2 separate regions of the Hordeum vulgare genome follow, and region 1 is linked to region 2. The links are chromatin contacts, called in public Hi-C maps. All regions are on one chromosome and are shown on one strand. The core of a region is the stretch at or near the end of the contact, and the rest is flanking DNA. Distances in the headings are between cores, read along the strand shown. Region 1 holds the start of LOC123403399 (cyclin-dependent kinase G-1-like). Region 2 holds the start of LOC123400963 (transcription factor GTE10-like).

What was found. A called contact is a pair of places that touch in the nucleus more often than the background predicts.
Region 1: a contact with region 2 is called in a Hi-C map of seedling, with 4 times the contacts expected there. The contact joins the promoter of LOC123403399 here to the promoter of LOC123400963 in region 2. A contact is called at or near these places in 3 of 6 Hi-C or Micro-C datasets (leaf and seedling) and 1 of 1 datasets of contacts at active chromatin or transcription factors (embryo).

What each region holds. Positions count from the first base shown.
Region 1 is chr6H:339,504,711-339,507,670 of MorexV3_pseudomolecules_assembly, reverse strand. LOC123403399 (cyclin-dependent kinase G-1-like) reads right to left here and starts at 1,259. Exons shown (of 8, transcript XR_006611469.1): 1 at 1-1,259.
Region 2 is chr6H:339,183,820-339,187,173 of MorexV3_pseudomolecules_assembly, reverse strand. LOC123400963 (transcription factor GTE10-like) reads left to right here and starts at 1,415. Exons shown (of 10, transcript XM_045094677.1): 1 at 1,415-1,767; 2 at 2,075-3,335. The coding sequence starts at 2,108.

The sequences.
Region 1 (2,960 bases), core at 10-2,509, 320 kb before region 2:
ACTCTCAGAATCAGTGCGCAGCACACAAAGAGCAGAAGAATCATCCTCAGCATCCTTCTCAATATCCATGTAGTCACCCTTATCTACTTCAAGATCCCTGTTTGCACTAAACTGTACTAAGCCAGAGTCAGAAGACACTGAGGAGTTTCCCCCTGAGTCTTTATCCACCATCAACTTTCCAAGCTCTGGGCTTGTAGCCTTCTTCAGGAACCCTTGTTCTGGTGACAGGCTTTTCTTCTTCTTTGACACAATTTCTTTCTCATCATCAGCATCTGCCCACCGTGAACTCATAATGTTTATCATTGTTTGATAAGTGTCCTCCTCCTCATCCTCCTCCATAATAACCCTAACCCTGCCATTGTTGCGCTCCTGTAATCTTTCAACATTTTGTACATCAACCGACGCATCCAAATCAATGCTGCTCAGGTTGCCAACATCCAGGAGGTTGGCAACCACAGCGCCTACCTCTTCCATGCTACTCGCAACATCTTGGACGCGAGGCTTTGAACCATTCCTATCCAAATTAACCGGCCAGTATTTTCGCTTCTTACTTGGGGACGGCACCCCGCCCTCCCTGCTGACCCCAACAGCACCATTCACACCAGGTTCCCTTGCCTTGAGCGGGTGCCCACGAGAATCTTCCGAGCCACTTCCACTTGAAACCTCACCGGGTTCCCTCTCCTCCCTCCTTCCTGAGGGCCGGCTCTTCGGTGGCAGATGTGGCGACCGGTGGCGGGTGTACCCATTTGACGGCTCCCGGTCCCTGCTCCGGCCGCCATCACGACGATAATCTGAGTCGCGGTGGCGGCTAGGGTTGCGGAGATGGCGATCCTTGCCTCTTTTAGAAGCCTCCAGATCGAACTCCCGCTCCCTCGACACCTCGTAACCACTGTACCCTCCGCGGCGTCCAGCGGCCATGATGCGCAGGCACAACAAATCCTAGCAATTGAAGGGAATCGCGGGAAAATTGGCTCGCCAAACCCTAGATCCACGGGCCAAAACCAAACCCTGGGGGGGGGGGGGGGGGGGGGGGGGAGGTTTTTCTGGATCGAACAGGGGATCGGACCTCTTCCGAAATTGGGGATAATATGCTGGAGCTCTGCGCTAGCTCGCGCGTGCGTGGCGAGGAAGCTTATCGGAAGTCGGCGACCAAGGACGCGGAGAGGGATCGTGCGGGTTTGTGGTGGCGGCGGCGGTGGGTGGGGTTGGAGGGCGACGCGAAGAAAAGAAGAGGAAGTTGCGTCCGGCGTCGCCTATCGTGCTGTGCTGTTTGAGCGGTATCTGAGTTCGCATTGGACGCGAAGGCGGCGCGTTTGAGCCGATGGCAGGTGGGGTTCGACACGGAGGCTCCGGTTGGGTCTGAATTGTTTTCTTTTCCTTATCTCTACTGCTCCCTCCGTTTCTAAATATAAGTCTTTAAAGAGATTTCATTAGTAGACTACATACGGATGTATGTAGACATACTTTAGAGTGTAGATTCACTCATTTTGCTCTGTATGTAGACTTCTAATGAAATATCTTAAAAGACTTATATTTAGGAACGGAGGGAGTAGTAAGCATGCACGTGCAACGCAGAATAACCGTACACCGAAATTTCTCTGCTCATAATTAGTAAAAATCACACATCCAAGGCAATCAACATGATGAATTTCTCCGTAAAAAACATATAAGATATTTATTGTCTGTATACTCCCTCCGTGCCTAAATATATGTCTTGTATGCACTACATACGGATGCATATAGACATTTTGATCCATATGTGATTTATATTCAAAATTTTAAAAAGATTTATAATTAGGAATGGAGGAAGTAGTCAAAATAGAATCAAATATTCCATAATGTACAAATAAACATGGTAGACACAGAAAAGGTACAAAAAAAAAATAAGAACATACTCCCCTTATAAAAAAAAGACCTCACCCACTCCGGTTATCAAAAATAACCTCACAATTTCCTCCAAAAAAAAAACCTCACAATCTCACCCACGTTGTTATATAAAAAAACACAATCTCACCCACTCCCCCTCTCCCCACCCGATCCTTATCCTCTCCTCTGAGTGCACTGCGACCACAGCCCTCTCCCCACCCGAACCTTATCCTCTCCTCTGCACTGCGACCACTCCAGTGTGCTCCGCGCGAAACCCTGCTGCTCCTCCCAGCAGAGCTCCTCCACGAAATCCTCATCCGCCTCGTGCTCTCGGAGCTGCTCCGCGTCCGCTCCGTCGCCCGTCCCCTGTCCCACCTCATCTCCTCCCCGGACTTCCGCCGCTTCTACCACCTGTCCTCCGTCTCGTCCGGCCCCGCCCCGGCCGCCGTGTGGCTCCTTGTGTTCAAGAAGCTCCCGCCCCGCGGCGCCGCGCTACGGGGCTTCCACGGGCCGTCCGGCCGCTGGTTCCGCATCGCCGTCTCGGACATCATCTCCCCCGCCGTGCCCCCGGGGGAGGACCTCTACTTCCTCGCTGCCTCCGGCAGCTCCTTCCTGTTCGCCGCCAACGGCCGCCGCGAGCTCGTGGTGGTTGACCTCTCGGCCCAGTCGGCCCGGCAGCTCCTTCATGTTTGCCGCCGCCGCTCCCCTACCGTCCGCGCTCCTCTCTCGAGGCCACCCCGGACACCGAAGCTCATGGCGCAGAGGGCCGCGGGCGCGCTTCTCCGGCGGCCCGTGGGGCTCGCACCGCCCACAACCCCGAGGGCCCTGAGCACCAGCGCCGCAGCCGCGAAGGGAGAGGCGGCAGAGTGCATACACCGCGGTGCGCCCCGAGTGGATGTGGTGGGAGGAGGTGAGGAGAAGGGAACGCGGGGGAGCTGCCCGCGCGGCGCTTCCAGGCCCTCGCCCGCTCGCGCCGCGCCGCCTCGCTCGCGCTCTCCAACCGCAAGGAGATCGCCACCCCGCACCTCGGCGCCATCAACTCCCTCCGGGTCCCCTTATACTTAAGAAAATTTGGGATCAAAGAAATTTGTACC
Region 2 (3,354 bases), core at 166-2,665:
TTCTTAGTACACGGTAATCAAGACTAATAATATTTTACACGTAATCTTCTTAATTTCTACATGCATTTAATTTATTGGGATTGTGTAATTAAAGAGAAGAGAGATGGTGGCTTGCACTTTTTCAATGCATTTTTCACTCAACTTCATAATCTCCCCTGATAATAAAGCGCGCAGCGCTTCTGCAGTACGTCGCCGTTTCTTTTTGCAAAAACACTCCTTGCTTTTTCGGTATTCCACCCGCAGTCCGTTTTTAAGTCAAAAAATGAATCTTTTTTGCATTTTGTAGAAAACCCCCTCATGTTTCACGTAATCAACCCTGTAGTCCGGATTTAAGTCAGAAAACGAATCGTTTTTTTTTATTTTCCCGAAAACCCCCTGATGTTTCTGGTAATCAACCCGCCCTCCGTATTTTAACAAAAAAACCCTAACTTTTTAGTTAATCAATCCATATTTTATCTAAAACAAAATTATCCATATCTTTTAAACCGTAACTCCGATTTTAACATGTTATATATGAAATTTGATTAAAACATGTGTAGAATCTAAATAGGATGTTATCTTTAGCTGTTGAATATTTCTTAAATATTATTTTTGGTGCAAACTTAATCTGTAGTGCATGTTTCTTTTTTTTTCTCTTTCCGGCGACGATATGAATTGTAATAAACATCCATTAAATTAAAACCAAATTGAGAGGAAAGAAAACATCGTTAACACACATGCACACCTTTAGAAAACCTCGTGAGGAGAAACAATATTCCGAGTGACTGTACATTCAAACGCGTTTTCGTTGTGTGAGCACTAAAAACATCATCGATAACACAAATGTGATGCCATGTGAAAATATATTGCGTTTAGAGTGTGTGTTATTTTCTCTTCCGTTGCAACGCACGGGCTATTTTGCTAGTCTATCCTAAAATATTAGAGTAGCCAAAAAATTACGTAAAAATTTGAAAAAGGAAAAAAGAAACACGCAGCAGGTCAGGCCATGAGCCCCACCGCGCCGGGCACGCAGCCACGCACGTGCTTCCACGTGTCACTAGCCTTCAGCTAAAAGTCACTCCGCCCTCCGCGCGTGCTACTCAGATCCAGATCCCGCGGCCTTTACAAAAGACGGCTGCTCCCCAAACAGTATGGAACCACTCCAAAACCTACCCAAGTCCAATGACATGCGGGCCCGGAAATCTTGTCGCCCCACGGTACATCGTCAGGCAGCGCGCGATCCTTGTCCAAACACAGAAACCTCTTCGAGCAAAGTCAAAGAGCGCACCCCTCCACGTCATGCCGGCCCCGGCGGGCCCCGCCCGTCCGATCCCCGCGAACCGACGGCCTGGATCCGGCACGCACCTCCCTCCGACCCCCCCCCCCCCCCCCCCACCTATAAATATCCACCAAGAGAGCGGCATCCCCGCGCGCGTCAGGTCGCATCGGATCGAACCGTTTCGCTCCACTCCGGGTCTCGACCAGCCTCGTGCGCAGGATCCAGATCCAACTCCACTCTGTGTTCGGGCTCCGTCGCTTCGGCAAAGGGAAAGAAAAAAAAAAACTAGGCAGCGCGACGAGACGACTGGAGGCTCGAGGAAAAGGAGAACAGGAGGGACACAAAGAGGAAGAGAGAGGATAAAAGGAAAGAGGATAAGGGGCCGGAGGCGGCTCGAACCCGCGCGCTCTCCAGATCCGCCCTTCTCCCGCGCAAATCCAGCTCGCTGCCGCGCTCACCAAGGGAGAATCCCGACCTAGGGTTCCCCGCGCCTCAGACCCAGCCTCCAGGTCCGTGCTTGCATCCTCTTTCGCTTCGAATTGCTCGGCTATTATGATTTGGGGGGTTTTCGCTTTCGGGTCGGTAGGCGTGTGGTTGTGAGGGCGAATTAGAAGATTTGAGAGTCAGGCTGTCGGATTTGTGCTCTAGTGCTCCCTACGGATTCGTAGGGCCAAGTGTAATGTTAGGGTTTTGCTCGCTGCAGAGCATTTGAATGCCTGTAAATTTCGGTTTGTGTGCTTCCATTTCAATTCATGGGAGGTTTCAGTTCGGTGTGTGTGTGTGTGTCTGTGGCTGAAGCTTTTTGTCGTTATTCAGCAGATCTGTGCCACCTCGCTGGCGCCTGGTAACATGACACCAACGGTCCTCATGGAGTTTGCGCCGCAGAGGCAGATTAAACGGGGCTACGACGAAATGGCCTACCGGGGCGTGCCCCGTGGGTATGCAGAGACAGTTGATGAGTCAGGCAGCCCTGTTCGTGTTGACTCCCAAGATTCGTCTGCGCCAAAACGCAAGTGCATCAGCCTTAACAGTGATGGCTTTGGTGTGAAGCGAGAGATCTTTGTCCCGTCTAAGATGTCATCGTCTGAGCGCCGGTACCTCCGCAAGAGATTCCGGTCAGAGCTTGATTCGGTCCGGGATCTCCTTAAGAAGCCAGAGTTTTTGGCCATCTTGCCTGTCAGCAGAGCACCTGCCTACTCATCCTCGGCTGCCCCTCGGCCTAAAAAGGTGCAACGGGGGAGCCATGTTGTCCGTGGTGCCAAGGGACGCTTCTTGCCCACAAAACCTCGGCCGGAAATGTCTATAGTGTTGCCTGAAGCTACAATTCTGAAGATGTGCGAAGGTATTCTGAAGAAGCTGATGACTCAGAAATGTAGTCATATTTTTAATGTTCCGGTAGACGTGGAAAAGCTGAATATTCCAGATTACAATGACATTATCAAGCACCCGATGGACCTGGGGACCATCAAGAAGAAGCTAGATTCTGGTTCCTACACAAGGCCATCTGATTTTGCAGCTGATGTCAGGCTGACCTTTAACAATGCAATAACATACAATCCTCGAGGGCATGCAGTGCATGATATGGCCATTCAACTGAATAAAATGTTTGAGTCTAGATGGAAGACAGTTGAGAAGAAGTTGGCTTGTGCTGCCACTAAGCCACATGTCGAGGTTGATAGGGCCGACTCGAAGAGGAGAAAGACCCCTCCTGTTGACTGCGGTGACTTGTCAGTAGAGCGTGTCAGGCCAACTGAGATTATGAAGCCAAAGATGACATTTGAGGAGAAAGAATCCTTTGGAAACTGCTTAGCTTCTTTGTCTGAGGAGCCAGAATTATTACCTGGTCACATCATTGATTTGTTACAGCAGTGTATTGACAACAATGCTGATCAGCCTGGGGATGGAGAGATAGAAATTGATATCCATGCACTCAGTGATGACATACTCTTAGAATTGAAGAAGCACGTGGACAAATATTTGCAAGAGAGAGATAACCAGCAGACAAAATCCGAGCCTTCTGAGAATGAGGCTGTGAATGTTCCTGGCCTCAGTCACTTGTCAACAAATCCCTGCAAAGGTATTTTTTTCATGTACCC